7 separate regions of the Sus scrofa genome follow, and all the other regions are linked to region 1. A link is a contact called in public HiChIP or PLAC-seq data. All regions are on one chromosome and are shown on one strand. The core of a region is the stretch at or near the end of the contact, and the rest is flanking DNA. Distances in the headings are between cores, read along the strand shown.

Evidence for each region. HiChIP or PLAC-seq counts read pairs in DNA pulled down with a chosen protein or histone mark.
Region 2: a contact with region 1 is called in an H3K27ac HiChIP or PLAC-seq map of skeletal muscle. The contact joins two enhancer-like sites. A contact is called at or near these places in 3 of 5 promoter capture datasets (fetal liver, fetal skeletal muscle and liver), 1 of 47 Hi-C or Micro-C datasets (skeletal muscle) and 1 of 2 datasets of contacts at active chromatin or transcription factors (skeletal muscle).
Region 3: an H3K27ac HiChIP or PLAC-seq map of alveolar macrophages shows a contact between it and region 1. The contact joins two enhancer-like sites. A contact is called at or near these places in 2 of 5 promoter capture datasets (fetal skeletal muscle and liver) and 2 of 2 datasets of contacts at active chromatin or transcription factors (alveolar macrophages and skeletal muscle).
Region 4: a contact with region 1 is called in an H3K27ac HiChIP or PLAC-seq map of alveolar macrophages. The contact joins two enhancer-like sites.
Region 5: a contact with region 1 is called in an H3K27ac HiChIP or PLAC-seq map of skeletal muscle. The contact joins two enhancer-like sites. A contact is called at or near these places in 3 of 5 promoter capture datasets (fetal liver, fetal skeletal muscle and liver), 2 of 47 Hi-C or Micro-C datasets (embryonic fibroblasts and retroperitoneal adipose tissue) and 2 of 2 datasets of contacts at active chromatin or transcription factors (alveolar macrophages and skeletal muscle).
Region 6: a contact with region 1 is called in an H3K27ac HiChIP or PLAC-seq map of skeletal muscle. The contact joins two enhancer-like sites. A contact is called at or near these places in 4 of 5 promoter capture datasets (fetal liver, fetal skeletal muscle and liver), 2 of 47 Hi-C or Micro-C datasets (fetal heart ventricle and fetal skeletal muscle) and 2 of 2 datasets of contacts at active chromatin or transcription factors (alveolar macrophages and skeletal muscle).
Region 7: an H3K27ac HiChIP or PLAC-seq map of alveolar macrophages shows a contact between it and region 1. The contact joins two enhancer-like sites. A contact is called at or near these places in 2 of 5 promoter capture datasets (fetal liver and fetal skeletal muscle), 1 of 47 Hi-C or Micro-C datasets (embryonic fibroblasts) and 2 of 2 datasets of contacts at active chromatin or transcription factors (alveolar macrophages and skeletal muscle).

The regions. Positions count from the first base shown.
Region 1 is chr13:125,418,361-125,421,276 of Sscrofa11.1, reverse strand. The region is part of intron 3 of LOC106508008 (a long non-coding RNA gene); the gene reads right to left. Among named protein-coding and RNA genes, the nearest start is that of BCL6, 30 kb to the right of the region's middle. Within about 2 kb of position 1,591, at least 2 of the 83 cell types and tissues checked have an H3K27ac peak or open chromatin away from gene starts, as enhancers often do. A contact at or near this core is called in alveolar macrophages and skeletal muscle, where this site is marked.
Region 2 is chr13:126,143,183-126,146,119 of Sscrofa11.1, reverse strand. The region is part of intron 5 of LPP (lipoma-preferred partner); the gene reads right to left. Among named protein-coding and RNA genes, the nearest start is that of MIR28, 140 kb to the left of the region's middle. Within about 2 kb of position 1,474, at least 5 of the 83 cell types and tissues checked have an H3K27ac peak or open chromatin away from gene starts, as enhancers often do. A contact at or near this core is called in skeletal muscle, where this site is marked.
Region 3 is chr13:126,161,932-126,164,965 of Sscrofa11.1, reverse strand. The region is part of intron 5 of LPP (lipoma-preferred partner); the gene reads right to left. Among named protein-coding and RNA genes, the nearest start is that of MIR28, 120 kb to the left of the region's middle. Within about 2 kb of position 1,320, at least 3 of the 83 cell types and tissues checked have an H3K27ac peak or open chromatin away from gene starts, as enhancers often do. A contact at or near this core is called in alveolar macrophages, where this site is marked.
Region 4 is chr13:126,275,422-126,278,240 of Sscrofa11.1, reverse strand. The region is part of intron 6 of LPP (lipoma-preferred partner); the gene reads right to left. Among named protein-coding and RNA genes, the nearest start is that of MIR28, 5.3 kb to the left of the region's middle. Within about 2 kb of position 1,465, at least 9 of the 83 cell types and tissues checked have an H3K27ac peak or open chromatin away from gene starts, as enhancers often do. A contact at or near this core is called in alveolar macrophages, where this site is marked.
Region 5 is chr13:126,097,083-126,100,017 of Sscrofa11.1, reverse strand. All of the region lies in intron 4 of LPP (lipoma-preferred partner), which reads right to left. Among named protein-coding and RNA genes, the nearest start is that of MIR28, 180 kb to the left of the region's middle. Within about 2 kb of position 1,652, at least 18 of the 83 cell types and tissues checked have an H3K27ac peak or open chromatin away from gene starts, as enhancers often do. A contact at or near this core is called in alveolar macrophages and skeletal muscle, where this site is marked.
Region 6 is chr13:126,367,792-126,370,661 of Sscrofa11.1, reverse strand. The region is part of intron 8 of LPP (lipoma-preferred partner); the gene reads right to left. Among named protein-coding and RNA genes, the nearest start is that of MIR28, 87 kb to the right of the region's middle. Within about 2 kb of position 1,456, at least 7 of the 83 cell types and tissues checked have an H3K27ac peak or open chromatin away from gene starts, as enhancers often do. A contact at or near this core is called in alveolar macrophages and skeletal muscle, where this site is marked.
Region 7 is chr13:126,256,077-126,258,837 of Sscrofa11.1, reverse strand. All of the region lies in intron 6 of LPP (lipoma-preferred partner), which reads right to left. Among named protein-coding and RNA genes, the nearest start is that of MIR28, 25 kb to the left of the region's middle. Within about 2 kb of position 1,432, at least 6 of the 83 cell types and tissues checked have an H3K27ac peak or open chromatin away from gene starts, as enhancers often do. A contact at or near this core is called in alveolar macrophages, where this site is marked.

The DNA of each region.
Region 1 (2,916 bases), core at 342-2,841:
CGCAGTGGGTTAAGGATCCATCATTGCCATAAGCTGCAGTGTAGGTCATAGATGCGGCTTGGAACCCGCATTACTGTGGCTGTGGCATACGCTGGTGGCCGCAGCTCCCATTCGACCCCTAGCCTGCATGCCTCAGGTGCATCTCTTAAAAAAAAAAAAAGAAAGAAAGAAAAGAAAAATGTACTAGAAAGTGTATTTAGCACCTACTAGGTCCTGGGGGAAGGAAATGGAAGGTGAGTCTCTTTGCACGGGCCTCAGATAACCATAAATAACATAGGCAGATGATTTTAAAGAAGCCATTTTTGTAGGTAAGGACTACTTGGATTTGGAGGCAAAGGAGGACCATTTTCTTTTTGGTGTGAAACACCGAGAATGTTAGGGATGAAAGAGGCCTGGGGCAGCCTGTGGACTTAGACATCTTAGATTGTAAAACTGAGCTGTGTAAAGAAGGGTTCCACAGGGATTCACAGACTTTAAAAAACATAAAAACAACCCCCTTCCCAAGCCACCCCTCTTTTCTGAAGGTGCTACGGAAACCTTGAAAAATGGGTCTTTGCAAGGAAGCAGAAAACCTGGTGAGATGGTGTAAGGTCAAGAGCATGGGCTCTGAACTCAGCCAGGGTTTAAATCTCCCTCATCTGCTTTTTAGCTCTTGGATCTGAGGGAGACTACTTCCATTTGGAAACTCTGAGCCTCGACTTCTGAAATGCAGACTCTGCCTATGTCTCTCTTCATTATGAGTTTAGATTATATCACAAGGGGTTCAGCAAAGCTCTGTCTCTCATTCCTCCCCACACCCACAAAGCCCTCCTCAGCCTCTGTCTTTCTCTGCACCCTTGGTCGGAAGCACTTGCTGCTTTCTCCCTTCTCATCTACCACATTCAGGTGTTGGATCAGATGATTTCCAAATTTCTGTTACATGAGTCTAACTGTCTGGTCCTACTTTTTACCAGATGGCTGGGCTAGCTGGATAGGATATCAAACAGTCTATTTTCTATACATTTATGTTAATGAGCCATTTACTGAGCTTTACCACATTTAATCCTCAAAAGAATACCTGTAAGGTAGCAGTTGCTTTCCCCCTTTATAAATCAGCAAACCAAGCCAAAAGGCATGGAGAGAAATCATCCTAGACCTATGGTTTGGGGGCAGGCTTGCAGAGGAGACTCTTTTGAAAGGCTTAACAATAGCACAAGAAAATGAGGCCTTTCATTATACCCGTGGCCTTGAAAATCAAGTGGAAACTTCCCAGTTTTCACTCCATCCATCGCCCCTCCTCTTGCACTAAATGCTTTAGTCATCTTCTCTTTCTTTTTTGTTGTCTTTTTCCTGTGTTGCCATTCCAGGCTGAGGTCATGACTCTCCTAAGAGCCTTAATCAAATCTGGAAGGCAACAGGGCTGAACACAGGATCTTTCCTACCTGACTCCTGGACTGAACAAGTGCAAAGAAAGCTGATGTTGGGAATCCAGCTCTTGCTGCCTGCGGCTGTGGGGCTGGCTATGAATTTTTACCAGCTCTTGCCTGATCATCTTTCTTTGGCCTTTGACATACTTGTCACTGGATCCGTGGTAAAGCCAGTCTTTCTCTCTAGCCACTAATTTGTATTTCCCCCAGAGAGCCTAGAACTATGCCCTACCCAGCGGGTACTCACTGTACTGGAGGTGGTGTCGCCAACCAACACAGCCCCAGATTACATTAAGTATTTCAGCAATTGCAATGAATTTCTGGCCAGCCTTGATGGTTTGGTCAGCTTCAGTCCCAGCCTTGCCCCTCAGAGATTGACAAAGCCCAGTTTCAACTAATTCTTAATAATGCAATTAAATTTTTGGAAACTGAGCTGGGTTTCATATTTAAATGGTGACTTTCACCACACAGGAGAGGTTGGCCAAATGCAGGAGGAACTGGAAGATTTTTGCAAAGAGATGAATTTGGATTTTCCATTTTTAGAAAAGCTGCATATGCTCATGTGCAGGTAACACTCCAGGCTCAGGGGTTCCCAAGGGCCAAAAGAGTGGGTAAAGCATGAACCCCTAAACCAGCATGCCTCATAGGGAATCATCAGTATCCTCAAAAAGAAAACTAATATTAGTAGTAGAATCTAATGGTAGATATGAATTTTGTTTAAATATTCTTTATATTTTTACATTTTCACAATAAAATATTTGGGAAAAAAAGAAAAGATTTGGAAAGATTTCATGGATGGAACTAGAGACTCTCATACTAAGTGAAGCAAATCAGAAAGAGAAAGACAAATACCATATGACATCACTTTTATCTGGAATCTAATATATGGCACAAATGAACCTTTCCACAGAAAAGAAAATCATGGACTTGGAGAATAGACTCCTGGTTGCCAAGGGGGAGGGGGAGGGAGTGGGATGGATTAGGAGTTTAGGATTAATAGATGCAGACTATTGCCTTTGGAATGGACAAGCAGTGAGACCCTGCTGTGTAGCACTGGGAACTGTATCTAGTCATTTATGATGGAGCATGATAATGTGAGAAAAAAGAATCTATACATGTATGTGTAACTGGGTCACTCATGCTGTACAGTAGAAAACTGACAAAGCACTGTAAACCAGCTATAATAAAAAAAATCATTATGTAAAAAAGAAAGAAGAAAAAAGAAAAGTAGGGGCAGAATTAAAACGTTTCTGCTTTTGAAATGCAACAACACTTACCTCTCAGGGCCATTGCAAGGATGGCATTAGGGCATATGCGGAAGGGCTTGCTCAGGGTCTTGCTCAGAACAGGGAGCAATGAATGTATTTATTAACACCACAGCATGGGAAAAGGCACCACTCTGAAGTTAAACGACTGCATCTTGAACTTCATGCTGCAGCTCACTAGCCCAGCTGGTGCCTTTCCATCCCGGGTCCCAGTCTCCTCATCTTTCTAATTGGAATAATAATCA
Region 2 (2,937 bases), core at 225-2,724, 720 kb before region 1:
GAGCCATTTTCTATATGACATATACTGTGCTAAATGTTTATCTCTTTCAGTCTTCCCAATAATCTATGAGGTAGATAATATCACCGCCCCCCTCCTTAAGAAGAAGCACAGAATAAGATCAAATAAGACAACTGTGAATGTGACTAGGACTGAACTCCAGACAATGTAATTCTAGTCTTGTATTTAATGATTATTTAGTGTTGATTTCACCTAGACAAAGGAAAAGGAAAAACAAGCGTGAGCCAAGAGCTCAGAAGAGTGGTGAGAACTGTTTGTTTTTATGCAACAACCATCAAAGATGTAAATCCAGTGGTCCGATTTTTTTTTTTTGGTCTTTTTAGGGCCACACCCACGGCATATGAAAGTTCCCAGGCTAGGGGTCGAATCGGAACTGCAGCTTCTGGCCTACACCACAGACACAGTGACACAGGATCTAAGCCAACCTACATCACAGCTCATGACAAAACTGGATTCCCGACCCACTGAGGAAAGCCAGGGATCAAACCCATGTTCTCATGGATACTAGTTAAGTTCATTACCACTGATCTACCATGGGAACTCCCAAGTGGTCTGATTTTTAATCTTCATGGCAGCTGATCCACAGAGCAGTTAACTTATCCTTCACTCACTCCTGAAGTGCTTTTTCCCTATATCTTTGGAAGGCTCTGTCTCTTGATTCTCCTTCCACCTCATTATCACTGTTCATGACATCTCTAATGGTTCCTAGGTGTCTCCAAGAGATATCAAAATCTTGGCCCAAGGGCATAATCCACTATTTTAGATAATGTCACTCAGTATCAAAATTTTAAATTTGGATCTACTCATTTCTAACCAAGTCTATATTAAGTCAACACTTCATCCTTGAACCCCAGACTCAAATATGTAACTGTCTACCCAACTGCTATTTGGAAGGCTAAAGGTCAGCTCTAATCTAACATACCTAAAACCAAATTGCTGATCAAATTCTCATAAAAAAAAAAAAAGAATAAACCACAAAACTGTCTTGCTGTCCTCCTGACACCTCACCAAATTGAATCTCCATTCTTCTCATTACCTAGTAAAAACCTAGCAATCCCCCTGGAATCTTCCTTTGCTCTCATATTCTACATCTAATCTGTCCCCAAAACTTGACATTACCATCAAAATATATCTGGAACCTCACTACTTCTTAGCAGGTGCCCCATACCTGCCCACCAACTATCATTTCTAGCCTACATTCTATCCTCCATAAAGCTGCCAGAGGGATCGCTAATGTAAGTTTGATCACATGACGAGGTAATGGTTCTTGGTACCTCCTGCCCTTATCTTTTCTCGTTCCCTGTAGATCACTCAACTCCAGCTTTACTTGGCTACTTCAGTCTTTCTCAAATAAGCCAGGTGCCAGCCAGGTTCCTCTCCCAGTGCTTTCATACTTCCTCTGTCTGGAACACGCTTTCTCCTGTTCCAAATATCTGCATGGCTCACTCCCTCACCTATCTGAGATTTCTGCTCAGATATCACCTCCTCATAAAGCCTGCTCTAACTGCCTTATATAAAGCAGCCACAATTAATCCACTCCAACCAAAGCATTCCCTCTCCTTTTGTCTGCTTTATTTTTCTCTACAGCACTTATTTCTATCAGACGTAAATGTTTACTTGTTTATCTGCTTATGATGCCTCTCTCCAGAGGAAAAGTAACCATTTAAGGAAATACATTCTGTTTTATTCATAGCTGCACCCTCACTCTCTAGAGGAGACTTGTCACCCAACAAGTGTTTAATACATAGTTGTCGTGATAATGAATAAATGGCTCCTCTTGTTACTCTTGTTGGAGTTCTAGAAATAAGACTCAACTTGAAGAATCCAATAGCATAGAAAGTGATGTAACAGTGTAAGCACTTCTAAAAGTGGCTTGTTGATTTAGAATCAAAGTAACATATTATATGTCACCATAGATTTGGACTGTGAGTCATAGACTATTAAACTTGGGAGGCAGCTGTGCTGGACTAGAAAGAAATAGGAGTCAGGTGATGATGGTTCCAGTCTTGGCAGTGCCACTGACCTACTGCATGACCTCAGACAAACAGCTTCATCCCTGTGGGCTCTCCTAGTTTACCCGTATAAACAACAATCCACCTCAAATTTCTTAACATTTTCTAGTTTGGTATGAAATTCAACTACTACTTGTTCAAAAGATATCCTTTCTGAGTTTGTGTAGAGATCATTTCACTGTTGCCAATTCTACTTTCAAGTCAGGAAAGAAGTCATTTTGAAATGGCACACCTTTTTTGAAAAAAAAAAAAGTTATCTAATTTACATCTAAAGCAGGAGATAGAAGCTTTTTCCTCTCCATGCACCACACTGGACGTTAGATGTTATCAGCTACAACACAGAAGAAATGAGTATTCAGGATGCTAAACACTTCCAGAAACCCACAGGCATATGTGAAGACACATACACACAAACACACATGTGAAATTCACACATGGAAAACAGCTTGCAGTCTTCCTTCAAATATGCTCACTTCCTATTCTTGATATGCAGCCACACAGAAGCATTTTCTCATAAGTTGTAGAGATGACCTTTAGAAATACACCTCCCTCTTTATTCCTCAGCCTGCAATCCCATGAAGATCAAAGCCAGTTTGTTCTTCTGCATTAACATTTCTGTGATCAGATATAATGTGGCACCTTGATTCTATCTGCATCAAGGCCTCTTCTCACAAGTGACTCACTTGGTAGAAGTTCAGGCATTGAACACTGCTCTGACACGGTCTCCTTTGAGGTTGATTCCACCTTGATGGTGTTACAAGCCAACATCCTGTTTAGCTGCTTTCCTCTGCAACACAACAGGTAATTGGAACTGACTGAACAATAAATCTCAATTTCCTTGTTCCATCAGGAGAATCTTTCAATTTACTAGGCTCCTTCTATTTACTAGCTCCTTCTCAGCTTTACG
Region 3 (3,034 bases), core at 71-2,570, 740 kb before region 1:
AAATGAGTATTATAATTTGCTATAATTCTCCCTCCTGATTACATACAGTAGCTATTTCATTCTCTAAATAATATCTTATACTTTTTTTTTTTTTAGAAGTTGGTTAAATTGCTTAGGATGAGAATATTAGGCTCAGTTTCTTTGAGGGGTAATATAGTGGGAGTGACTATGTAATTATCTCTAGCAGGCTCTCACTCACTATACAATGTCGTCTACTATATCTTGCTTTCCTGTTGAGAACTCTAGTTAATCCTTACTAACTAGCACACAGGAAAATGAGGCAGGCGGATATTATTTTTAACTTGGGACTAGGAGAATAAGAAAAAGCAATGCTAAGATTGATCAAATCTGGTACATTTGCAATTTTTATTTTAAGCCATTTTAGATATATGTGCTACCAAATAGGTAGAGTAATTCAGGCCTTACAATTATTTGCATAGCAGCATCCTAGCTGGTACTTTCTGCCTTAGACCAATTGTCCTTTAAGTCACTCCACAGCTGGGCTATTTTATGTCTGGCAATTACTATTCTATTCTGGATGGGGAGTTTTATTTCATTTAAAATTGATGTGGATTTTATCCTCAAAATGCCAAGCAGTTCAAATGCTTTATACATACTAGATGTTTTATAAACAATTCAATAGTTTATAACAGGAAGAAGTTTAATACAAATACATCAAAATTTCTAGAAGAATTCCATTCTCCAATGTTGTTCAATAATGTGTCTATTTATGTTCCAGCATCTCCGAAAGACAAATGGGGAACTCAAGTGTGGGGCCTGGAGCAGTCTTAGTCATGTGCTTATGACCAATGACTGACTCAGGGCTGGCACTTCTACCCTTCGCTGCCCTAAATTATGAACAGAGAACACTACTTTGAACAGATGTTAGAAATTAGAGGTTCAAACTATGTTACACTCCTAAATTGCTAAGCCTATCAAATTGCTTCCATTCAAAACAAATTGTCACTAAACTGAAGTCATATTCATTTAAAGACTGATTTAACACTGAAACAGATTCAAGGTTGCATCGGGTTGAGGTGAGAATAGAGAGTGACTACAAATGGGCATGAGATTTCTTTTTGGGATGGAAGAAATGTTCTAAAATTAGACTTGGGTAATTGTTGCAAAATCACTGAATCACTGAACTGTAAAAAACTAACAAAAAACTGCCCCAAAATCCCTTCTCACTAACACAATCACTGTTAGTAATTTCGATTATGTATTCAGTTGTCAATTCATATAATCAGGCTTAGGAGCTAGACTGCCATGGCTCAAATACCAGCTCTGCCACTCGCTAGTTTCAGTTTCGACTCTCTGGACCGTGGCCTCATGATCTGTAAAATGTGGGGAAATGATAGGCTGAGGCATTGGGCTATTACAAGGATCAAGTGAATTAATACATGAAAGTGACATAGTAAATTTTCAGTGAACATCGGTTACCATTGCCATATATTTAATTACAATTTCCTAATATTAGAAATGATTGATCATTGTTGGAAAGGGTAATTGACAGGTAGAATTTTATATAAAATGTTAATTAGATAAGCTACACTAAACAACAGAGATGTCACACTCCTAACTTTCATTTAAAAACCACGGATCCTCCAATTCAGGTATATCCAGAGTGATCTTCGAAAACATACTTCTAATTTCTTTTCTAAAATCTTCAATGTTCCAGTCTTCATTCAAACTCCTCACCTCCCCACCCCCAAATGTCTACAGGCTGAAGAGTGCAATGTACAAATTCATTTATACATTCATTTATACAGCTTGAATCCATTTATAAGCTGCTCTTCAACTCTCACAATGTAATAGTTTGGCTATATTCTTTCTCTGTTTCACTTACCTTATCTTCTAAGTCCTTCGAATTCCTTACCTAGCTGAAAACACCATTCTTTTAAACACATGTATTTCTACAACTGTAGTTCCTTCTGCCTGGACTAACTATAGACTGCCTCAATAAAAACAAACAAAAAAAACCCCTCCTAGACAGCCTTTGTGACTAAACTCAAACATCACATCCTCTAGCTGACCTCATCCTCCTTTGTGACCTCATAGTAAGACACACAATTAATTCTATGAAGGCACACATTGACAGCTCTGACCTTCAGGCCCAGTGTACTTCCCATGCTGTCCCCCCTGCTCTCACCTTACTGAACTCTATGGATTACCTATGTCTCACCTTTGTGCAGTGGCTCATTTTCTTTCCTCCTCCCAAAAAACTCACCCCTCTCTACTGTCCCCAGGTTATCAACTAGAAAACTCTCACAGGCTTCTCAGATTCTGTTTAGAGATGACAACCTCTCAAAAGGCTCCCCAGGTCTCCCCAGATCAGGTTTTCTTTGTCCCCCTGATGTGTTGCCAGAATATCCTTTACTGACCCAATGTCAGTATTTAACACCATTTAGAAAAGAGTCTGTTAAATAGACCCATAGACACAGAAAACAAGCTTATGTTTACGAGAGGGGAAGCGGAGGATAAACTGGGAGTTGGGGATTAACATATACACACTACTATTTAGAAAACAGATAACCAACTAGGACCTACTGTACAGCAGAGGTACTCTACTCAAAATTTTGTAATAACCTATAAGGGAAAAGAATCTGAAAAAAAGACAAATATATATGTAGGTATAACTGAGTCACTTTTCTGTACACCTGAAACTAACAAACATTGTAAATGAACTATACTTCAATTTAATTAAAAAAAATCTGTTGATGGACATTTTGTGAGAAGCTAGGTTTTATAGAACTATTGTCAGTCTAGCTCCAACGCTTAGAAAGTCCCTGGCACATGGTAGATGCTCGTAAAATATCTGTTCAGTAAATGTAGTAATTATCTCCGTTAAAAATAAGTTGAGTCAGTGAATTGTATGGTAAATGAATTACATATCAAAACAATTTGTTACTTAAAAAATATGAGGAGTTCCCATTGTGGCTCAGTGGTAAAAAACCTGACTAGTGACCATGAGGACAAGGGTTTGATCCCTAGCCTCTCTCAGTTGATTAAGGATCAAGTGTTGCCATGAGCTGTG
Region 4 (2,819 bases), core at 216-2,715, 860 kb before region 1:
AGGCTTTGGCTGGGTTTGAACACCTTTGTTCTCCTATAGCATGCATGTTCCCAATAGCACACAGAGAAAACTAGTAAAAAAGGAAATTTTGTTTTCAATGTTTTATAATTTTGGTCTCATATTAACATGCCTCAGGGAATAAAATATGTATTTACATAAAATTTCTGGTAATGGCATCTTGAAAAGTAACTAAATGAAACAACAGATTCTATTTGTTGAGGGCTCTGTTTCTCACAATAGGTATGTGATGATGTTCTGAAATAAGACCTGGACACCTGTTCCCCCAGTCTATCCATGAGCCACAGACAGGGAAGGACCTGGCTCACCTATGACTTCAGGAACACAACTATTTCAGAACCATGAAAAAACTCGGCATGCTTTAGGCCCACTGACATAATTCCCTGGGCAAGGTGAAACATAGGTGTTCCATAATGTAAGAAGGCATACCTCCTTCTCCTTCTCTGCCAGCTTTCTCTCCCCAAAAAAGTCCTAAAGAGAATTTAACCAAAGGACATGGAGAATATTTCTGAAATCATCTAGGATACTGATTCTCAATGTGTTGTTCCTAGAACCTGGTGTTTCTATGATATCTGTATAACAGAGCTTCAGGTCAATTTCATATTTTAAAAAGCCTAAAATACACAGGCATTTATCTGGAGTTAGATTGTTTATTGATAGATCATCAACTTGGTGCTGTGACATTGGTTATGTATGTCACTCTACACTGTTTGATTGGTCACTATGTATGTGTTTGAAGTGTAAAAGCTGGAAAAAGGAAGGCACATTTCCTTATATTAATGCTCTCAGTTGCACAGAATCTTTGGCACAAGGGGTCCTAATTCCAGAAGTAAAATGTGGTCCTTGTGGTAATGAAAAGATCCAGCATGAGGTTTAAATGACACAAAAACTCAGATTTTCTGACAAAGTCTAGTGTTTCTTTAAATGTGTCATAGCTGGTACTTCTGACTGGATGGTCCTTGCAGGAATGTTACTGTGTCCACATCTATATTTTACGTATAGTACCTTTGCATCTATAGAATAAGGTTTCTTGACCCTCCCACTGTTCCCTTACATTGGCTTTCTTATTATCATAGGCTATAAACATACAGACAACTAGAAACACAAACACAAACCGCCCTCCCTACCACAACACACACAACTGTGATTTCCTAACTGACCATTCATTTACATAAACTTATTTTTAAGAAATTTCAAGGGGTTTCCCCTCATTTTTGGCCTTGTGCCTGTCAGATTAGGAAATAATCAGAGTGCACAATCAAAAACCCAAGTGGGCAAGGCAGATGGACAAAAAAACAGCAGTTTGACAAGCTGTTTCCCTAGGAAACCAGGCAAAAAGCAGGATTTTGACCAAATATAGAACTGGCAGTCAAAATGTAGAAATAGAAACTTTGAGTCGTGGACGGGTGGGAAACCCCAACAGCTCGTCTCTGCAAACCACACACAGGAGGTGAAATCAAAGCAGAGGCGTGTTTCATTGGGTGAATCCAGTAAGTTTAGAGGACATGCACTTCCAAAATGATGATTCCAGGAAGAGAAGCTCACATGGGTCTCCAGTGAGTCGCCTGAGTCATTTATGAGAAAGGAAAAGGGAAAGAAATGAGTCCTACTACACTGAACAGCCCAAGTCCATGGACTATAGCCTGACTCACGGTCAAATGGGGGATCAGTTTCATGAATGTGTATAGACATCCTTTTTACCCTATTATGATCTGTCTGAGTGAAAAGAAAAAAGGCCTCAGGGAGTTCATGGGTTACTCACTGCCATGCCATAGCATCTGTGACAATTGGTGACTTAAGATCTCCTTTGTACAGTTTTTTACTGACTCATCTCTCCCCGCATGGGCTTCAGATATAAGCAAATGCCTATTTTCTCTTGTACTTTAATGTAGGAGCCTATATCACTGTATACCTTATTCCCCTTTGTAGTCATACTGTTTTAAGATAAAAGAAAAACAGAGCGGTGTCTGAGAATAGAAAGTGATTGTTGCTACACCTCAATTTGCTGCCAAATGTGTGCAGTTTCTTCCATGCATTAGGGCCTTAAGGGGTGTCCTTTCCTGGTCAATGTGTATGTATCAAACCTGTCTACAATGATTGGGCAGTGGAATGGACAGCATGTGATCTCTGGCTCCTGTTTCAGTGAAAAAAAAAAAAAAAAGATATTTCATTGAGATTTCATGGGGATTACTGACATTCTTGGACACTCAGCATAACTTAGCAATTTGTATGTATGTTTTCTCTGTTTGCCAATATGAGCTACAATTAAGGGGAATATGAACTTTTTATAACAGGCCAGCCTAGTCCCACTCCTGAAATGCCTGCTGTTCTGCTTCCTTTAAGCCCTCTGCACTTGCCAAAGGGACCAAAGGGACCATGACAAATTCTGCTGAATGTCCCTTGAATTTGGCCTGACCAAGCAACAGCCCTGACAGGAAATGGGGATGGTCAGAGCAGGGAGGGTCTAGAAGGAAGAATTAACAGGAGACTGGAAAAGTACAAGCCGAGAGCTGTGTGTGTGTATGTGTGTGTATGTGCGCAGATGCATGCGCACACGGGCATGCGCTGAAAACTATGCTAATAAATGCAAGAGAATGGAAAAGAAATGCTTCTTTTTCTAAAAATCACACAATCTGTGTTATCATTGGATTGAAAAGTCAGTAATTTCTTGTGTACTCACCATGCATTTAAATGTGGAAACAAATTTTCTTTGTGTGACTTTTCTTGCTTTGCTACTAATACAGAAAATTCCCAGAAGGCAGAAAGAAAAAAGATATGGAAATAGAAAATGTGAGTTCAAG
Region 5 (2,935 bases), core at 403-2,902, 680 kb before region 1:
ATCCTTAGCCCCCCACCCACCTTTCCAGATTTACCAAATCTGAACCTTTGGGAGCAGGGCCTAGTGATCTGCATTTAACAAACCCTTTGCAAGCCTCACCCGAATTCTTTCCCATACTTGATTTGAAATCTGCTGGCCTGGAATTTGGATATCAGGTGCTAATGCAAGTGCTAACAATAACCAGAATGATTTAATTAAAATCCCACAACTCTGAACACATTTAAGGAGAGCTCTTTACTAATGTATTCTAACCCAGTTCCCAGGGACAGGGAAAAGACTTTTCTCTCATTTGACAGTTTCACATTCTCACCCACGGTGCCAACAGAGCAAACACAATCCACTTCACTTGTCCTCATCTGTACAAATGGCAACCACATTTACCACCCTGAAGGGGTGCTGTGACTTTCCATTTTACTAGTGTTTATAAAGTCTTCTGATAAATCAACTGTAAGTTGGCATTATTCATAGCACCCTGTTGGAGATTAATACATATTCAATTAAAAAACATTGACAACAATACAGCAATATCCACAAATTAGCATTCATTACAGCAATGTATTATTCTCACCCTACCATCACAATTTTATATAAGTAGAGTTGTTTATATCTGGAGACTGTATAGTCCCTCTCCTTAATGAGGCGTAATCTTTTCTCTACGGTATCAACATTTCCTTTAGTAAGGTTCACATTGCACTTAGCTCAGAGTTCTCACTTTTCAGAGGAACTTCCTATTTGGTAAACACTAGGATAGGAAGCAAATATCTCTTTACTGAAGAAAGTCACGATCCTGAAAAGTATCTCAGACTCCTCCATTTGTCATTCCTTCCTCTTTCCCAATGACTCTGGACTCTAGCCAACCTTCACCATGGTCATGGCCATCACCCTAATGCAGGGTCTGGTCTGCCTCAATTCATACAGTAGACTCCAAACCACCCTACCATTGCCTCTTCTGACCAAGGCCTGCTCTGTTATAGAAAATCCATCTAAATAGAGACCAGGTGGGAGTTCCCATTGTGGCTCAGTGGTAACAACCCCAACTAGTATCCATGAGGACACAGGTTCAATCCCTGACCTCACTCAGTGGGTTAAGGATCTGGTGTTGCCATGAGTGGTGGTGTAGGTTGCAGATGCTGCTCAGATCCTGCGTGGTTGTGGTGTAGGCTGGCAGCTGCAGCTCTGATTCGACCCCTAGCCTGGGAACTTCCAAATGCTGCACATGCGGTGCTAAAGAAAGAAAAAAAGAAAAGAACAATAGAATAAAATAAATAGAGACCAGGTGTTTATCCTGTCTTTCATAAGATTCTTTACTGTTCTCTTATGAGAACTAACACAGTCTCAGATTAGAAAAATCCCCAAAATGTCATCTAAACAGCTAAAGAGAAGCAATTTACATATTTGAATTGGGGGAGTGGCTGTTAGGCACTCAGGGAAAGAAGAGCTGAGACTCAGGCAGGAGCAACAGTTTAAGCAAAGGGCTGTGACACTAGGTGTCTCTATCTATATAGTTCAGGATTCAGTTTTCTCCAGGGGCACCATCTGGTAGGTGGCTAAGACTCCACTGACGGAGGAATTCACCCTCCCCTCCCCCAGCCTTCCCTGGCCTCTCTCTCAGGCACCAGAGCACATTGTGCTGTACTTGGTTTTGCTGACTGCAGTTTCCTCCTCTGCATGAGCCTTTGACATGCATAGTTGAGGTTGAGGAATCTGTGCCTAGTGGGTTTGAGGTTTCATCAAGAGGAAAAGAAGGAACTTACGTGATTTCACTAAGTAACTATTTTCACTACAAAAAATTCCCATATTTATTTTTTCCCTGTTTGAAATGGTACTAAGGAAACACATGCCAGACTGCCATGAACAGGACTGTACTTTTCAAACAGTAGCAAGGGCTAAAAATAGAAAAGCTTGATTTCCTCAAGATGTATATAACTTCCTCTCCCATTTGCTTTCCCCACCACACTGAACCAAGGCACAGCAGTGTACATGTTGGACCCTTTGTATGTTTACAACAGTATTAAAAGCATCAAAAGGGTGATAAGCCCATGTATAATCCATACTCCATAGATGTTTCCAGAGAATTCTTATGGCCAAAACAAGGAATGAATCAAAAATCCACAACTATCAACCACATATCCCTTAATGAGGTTAAAGACTATGGGTGATGGAGGAATGTGAGCTGTAATCCAGCCTTCAAACAGTTTCTAAAAGGGGAATAAACAAGAGGATAATTGAAAACATTCAAACCTGTAAGTCCAGAAACCTCCATCTGGGGTTGAGGCCAGCTCTCCTACCAAATGTGTCATCTGGGGCAGCTGACTTAAGAAATCTAGGTATCCATTTCTGCATCACAGGAAAGATGAGCTGGATTATGAGCCTTTAAAAGGTGAGGCTCTACAATTCGTGATGTTAAGTGATTTCTATAGGTCTCCCCTATGGCATATTTTGATTCTGGCTTTATGATATATAGTTTGTAGTTACATAGCATAATTAAATCAGTCCCAAAAAAGGCATATATTCAGTGGCAGGAAAATGAAACGTAATTAACTGATTTATACATTAACTAATACATTGTAGCCTTTACTATGAACCAGATACTACTGGATACTCTAAATTCTTTACCTTAATTAATCTTCAAAATGACTTTCTAAGCTATTGTTCCCATTTTTCATGTGAAGATGGAACACAACTGATAAGTAATAGAGTAGGGCTTCCTGGCACTATACCAAACCACCCTGTCAATAGGGTCTGGAAGCAAAGAAGGGAGAGATCAGGATGAGCTGGTGGTATTAGAGGGTATGGATCAAGCTTTAAAAAAATGGGGAGTATTTCTCATCAGCTGAGAGATGAGGATGCTTCAGGGAGCAAGAAACACACAAGGGAAATTAACTCGGCATGAGAAGTTGACAATGAGGACATTGGTCTCACAAAAGAGAAGACA
Region 6 (2,870 bases), core at 207-2,706, 950 kb before region 1:
TGTAAAACAAAAGTTACTTTTTTGAAAGACATTCATGATGCAAAATAATTGATATAATTCAAAAACTCATCACACCTGTATGTCTGTGATTTAGATTTCTCAGAGTTCTCAGGGCATCTACGCATTCCTGACATCCTAAACATGTCTTTCCCCCTCTCATGGCATCCTATTTTCTCATAAATGTAGGACACTGAATTATTAAATAATCTTCAAGTTAAAAAAAAATATTTTTAAGACCTGACAGTATATCAGATGCTTGTTACTATGAAACACTCAAAAAGAGCACTTGCCTTCTTGCCTTGCAATAAAGATGATGCCAGCCTTGCCTGGCATCCTCTGATTCTGCAGGGAGGTGAGCAAAAGAGAGATCCAGGAAGTAAGTTCTTTTTTTTTTTTTATTTTTTTTAAGTAAGCCTGACTAGGGGAAGGAATTACCATGTCCCCATTCAAAGTCATCAGAATATCAGAGAATTTCCACCCAAACTCCCCAGCAATTTTCATCTACAAGTTGGGCCTGTGCATTTGCCCTTGAGTGCAACAGCTCTTATGATAATTCTACAGCTGGAAGCAAGACAGCTGGCTTCACTCTCACATCCTTCTTTTCAATTTTTTACATTTACATTTCAGCAATGACTGCTGACAGGCTCCCCAAGCCAAGTTCTCTTCTCTGCTTCTTATACACACATAGAGTCCCAAATCCAAGGTACAGCAAAGGACAAAGAGTCAAAGACTCTCTTAGGAGACACTGGGATCTAAATGGAAACCCAATTCCCCTCCAGCCACCCGCCCCAAATAAATATCAAAGCAACCAGAGGCACACCCGTTGGGACAAGAACTAAGGGAAAGAAAAAAAGAATAAAATGTGATAACCCCCACCCCAATAATGGTTTCAAATTCATAAGGGAATATGCCAAAAATCTCAAATGGCTATAACACCAATTGTAGAAGGTTAAAACCTATGAGAGAGGGAGAAATAAAAGCCTTGCATGTTCAGAAAAGGCCCCATCTATTTAGGGAAGTTCCAGGAAAGCTTTTTTAAGGTTGGATGAGATAGATTTTCAAATGGTGGAGATGGAGAAAGGTACAAGGCAGACAGCAGGCTGGGCACAGAGAGAGAAGGCTAAGATAGCAATGTCTGGGAGAAGTGTCCAGTTTGGCCCAGTATTGTAAAAGGAATGTGGAGGAGAGGCGTGTGGGGTAAAAGTGAAGTGTTTCAGGACTGCTTCTTACACGAGCTGGGCTGGAGGTCTAGGCACATAGATCTCAAATCTGGGTGTGCAAAGGAACCTTCTCCAAGAGCCTTATAAACAATGCTAACTTCCTGGCTTCTTGTGCAGGAATTCTGGGGAGTAGTCCAGAATTTTGTTTTTAATGAGGACTTCAGGGTGATTCCAAAGCAGGTGGCCTCTGGCACATTTTGGGAAAACCAAGCTCCCTGAGGCTCATGACTGGTGACTGGTCCTCAGACTCTTCAAGCTCTCAAACCAGCAGTGTGCAGATAACATTCTGGAGACTGAAACATGGAAGAATAACTGTCCTTTGGGGATTCAAGCTACACAAACTTCTCTTCTGCAGGTTCTGTACATATGTTCCTGAGCCTCAGTCTATGCAGTTATTTACTGCTCAGAGCCTCCACACTTTGAGTTTTATTCAGCCCCATCAGCCTCTCTGAACCCTCACTTAGCCACTGGGGTAAGAAATACCATTTTCATTCTATTTGTGAGGAAATTTAAGCTAAAAGAAATGAAGTGAATGCAGACTAGTGTCTGAAGTTAAATTCCATATTCTTTCTCTAAAAATATTTGCTGCCTCATCTCAGGCCCCCTAAATGAAAGATTGAATATCTTACTTAGGACTCTTCCAACTTATTTTCTGGTTTATTTTTAAGATCAGTTTGAAAGCATAATCTCTCTCTCTCTCTCTCTCTCTCACACACACACACACACACACACACTCTCTCTCTCTCTCTCTCCTTTCCTCCCTCTATCTCCTCTGCCCAAATCTTTAATTCTAATCGAAAATGTATTCATTTTTCGGTTCTGAGGGTACAGTCCAGTTAAAAAGACCCTACTAATACAGATTTTGCACTGTACTGAGTAATTATCATTCCTTCATCCTTTAGGAGATATAGGATAAATATGAAAGAAAACAAGGAACAGACTCCTTCCCCATTTTCTTTCCAACCTTTTATCTATCTCTAAAGTAGGAAGTTTACTGAACCACTGCCAACAATTCACTCAGCCTAATGAAGTGTATAAGTAATAGGATTAAATAATCTTAAACCATTATTACAGCGGCCTGATGCTGACATTCATCCAAACTCTGGCAAACACCAAGTGGTGAGTTCATGCTTGATTTAAAAATAAACAAACTAGGGCAGTGGGAAAGTTCTAGCATAAAGTTTCAGAGGCATGTAACCTGGAAATCTGAGACTCTCCATTCTGGTTAGGGCTGAAGCAACTTCTGTCTTATGTCTAAACTCTCCAACCAAAATTTATGCAATCCAGTATTTTCTAGGGATGTTACTCTGGGCCCTGTAGTCACATATGGTTAAACCTCTCATGTCAGTCCCAAAGAAAGCAGTTCTTTGAAGGCATCATCAAGGCTCATGGTTTCTATTCCTGCCTCTGACATTAATAAACCATATAACCTCAGGCAAATCAGTCAGCTTTCTCAGGCTTTAGGTTTTCTCAGCTATAAAATGACGTTATTGAATTTCTAAGGTTCCTCCTGGCTCTTAAAAAGCATTCTATCTCTATGACAAGAGAAAAAAGTAGAGTTTGGGATAGCAGACTGTGGCAAAAGGTATGTCTGGCTAGGTCTCTATTATTCTGGGCCATCTTCTTCCAGGTGGGAGCCTTACTACCCTT
Region 7 (2,761 bases), core at 183-2,682, 840 kb before region 1:
GATACCATTTTTTTTCTTTTTTTTCAAACTCAAACTCCGGATTTCAAAATGTATACTCTCTATATTCTGAGGTAACAGCTTGTCAGAGAAATGTGGCAAGCAACAGCAGGACTAGCACAGCAGATGGGTAGTATTTTTATACTGGCTTTTAAGTGATAATGTGAGTTTACATAGGGTCATCCTAAATATTGTTTAAGTGCACGGAATGACTTGAGTCACTGTCTAACCTTGAGTAGGCTGTTTTGCTTTCAGTTTTTGTCTAAATTTGCTGCCGTCAAGGCTTCATCGAGAGAAGTCTATCTTTTCTTTGAAACAGGAGCTGCACAAATTTCTCAGAAACTCTCTTTTCAGATTCTCGTACATGTTTTAAATTGACATTAAGAGCAAAGGGAAGAAAACAGCTATGAAAAGTTCTCCAGTTAACACAGTGGACTAACTCAGTCTCTGTTAACAGGTTACAAATGAGATGCATTCTGGGAGAGAAAAAAAAAAGCACTGGATGAGATGAAGCTCTTATAGTTTTCATTTCAGCTCCTCTATGAATGGGCTTCTCTGTGCCTCAGTGTGCATATCTGGAAGATATGCTTATCAATAACTAGCGTACAAAGTTGCTGGGGTGGGAGGTGTCAAAAACAAATAAAGCACCCATAGACTTTCAAGGTTCACACCCTCCCTTCTTGTGTTTGAGTCCAGTTGACTTTACGATAAAATGGAGGGAACAGTCTTGGTGAACTTCCACTTCAATTTCAAAAGATTTCATGGATTTTAAAACAATCCTATGTAATCAGAAAAAAATTATGTTCATTCACAAGTAACGTACATCGATCTTAAGAAGACCTTAAAAAAGCCTCGAGTTGATAACTTTTTTCAATACCTTTTCTGTATGGGCAAACCTGAGGGCTAGAACATGCAGCGACCAGAAACAGTGGATTCCTTTAAGGTGAGACTACTCAAACAGGGATGAGTAGGAAGAGAGAGGGGTTTTAGGATTTTAGCAAGAGGTTGGATACTATTTCCTTTGAAAAGCTGGGGCCCCTGATATAATACAGTCAGAATAGAAGCACCCAGGAGGCAGGAATTTTTTATTATTGTGTTCAATACCGTATCCCCAGAGCCTAGAAGAGAGACACTCAAAAATATTTATCAAATGACTATTAAATACATGAAAGGCTCATTCAAGCATATCCCTTTCCCTCTTCCTTGCTGAAAAATCATTGTCCTAAAGAGATCTGTGAGGTTTGCTTTCTTTCCCAAATCAGAAAACATTGTATTTAGAATTAAGCATCTTACACCTAAGTTTATGTATTGAGAGAGTGCCTGAAGCAGGATCCCACCATGATTTAGTTTCCTATTCTTTCTCCTAATCCAGGCTGCCTTGAGGAACCATTAAGTTGAAAGGCATGGGTCAATTTATTTGACCACACACAAGGCTGTGAATCATTCTGACTTATCAAGTTCCACACTTGCAAGGATGAGTTAATAATATAATGCTTCAGAGAGTCACTGGATCAAACAAGATCAAGTCATAAGTGAGTAAACTGTGAAATAAGAATGTGTTTTCAGGTCCCTTGGGTACAAATAGGGATATGTGACTTTGCTTTGCAAGTTATAAAATCCTAGAGAAATATTAAGTTACTGACATTACGATTCTTGATTTGTAAGCTTTTTTGGGCACAGCACTTATTCATCTATTCATGAATGAATTGGCCAGGGCTTGGTAAACAGTGTCTCTCAAAGTTGGCATTCTGAGGTTAAATGACTGCATAAATGAGTAAGAATGATAAAAATCTTAGAGGGATAAATGTAAATGACTGTATTTCTGGTAAAACATTAATTGTAGAATTATAGGATTGGTCAGAGCATTCTAAAAAAGGCAGAGGTTAAGATAAAATTACGCACCAAATGCCAGATTCATAGGTCCCCACTACTTCTTCAAAAAAACTGATACATGTTACAAAGAAAAAGACAAGCTGGTTTCAAGACATGTATTTTTAAAATTCTATTTAGGAACAAAATAATATGTTAGCTATATTTAGAGAAATTACAATTTTCTAATAAAACAGTAACTACTCAAACATGAATTGTAGGAACTATGATGAACTAAAGTGATTTACCAGAACCTTTCTTTCCTTTGTCCTAAAACCCAACCCTTTAGATTGGAAGTTTTACATTTTCTAGAACTTGACAACATTCGGCACAGAAAAGGAGCATGTACTGTTTGTAACAATATTCAACACATTCAATTCCATTAATAGATGGTTCGATAGGTCAAACAGGGCATGTGGTAACAAGATCTGAATTCGAGAGGAAGCAGAGGAAAGAAAAACAGCACAAGATCCTTAATCACAACCAGTCTTAGAGCACCATAAATCCAGACATTCTCCAAAGAACCAGGAGTGAGAGGATAGATTCTTCCAGAGGGTGCTTAATGCACCAGGAGTGGTTTTTGGTTGTCACAATGGGTGTGTGTGTGGCAAGGTGTTACCAGCATTTAGTGGGTAGAGACCAAGAATGTTAATGGGCTGCCATGCACAAAAACATTGCCAACAAATGAGGAACTCTCTTGCCCTAAATGTGAATAGCATCAGTTGAAAAACATCAAACTACCCCCTAATTTACTCCCCAGTTTTCGGTAATTTTCATCCCTGGTAATATTTCCGTAGCTATTCTGATGGTTAATTCGATGTGTCAACTTGACTGGGCTAAGGGATGCCCAGATCGCTGGTAAAATATTATTTCTGGGTCTGTCTATGAAGGTGTC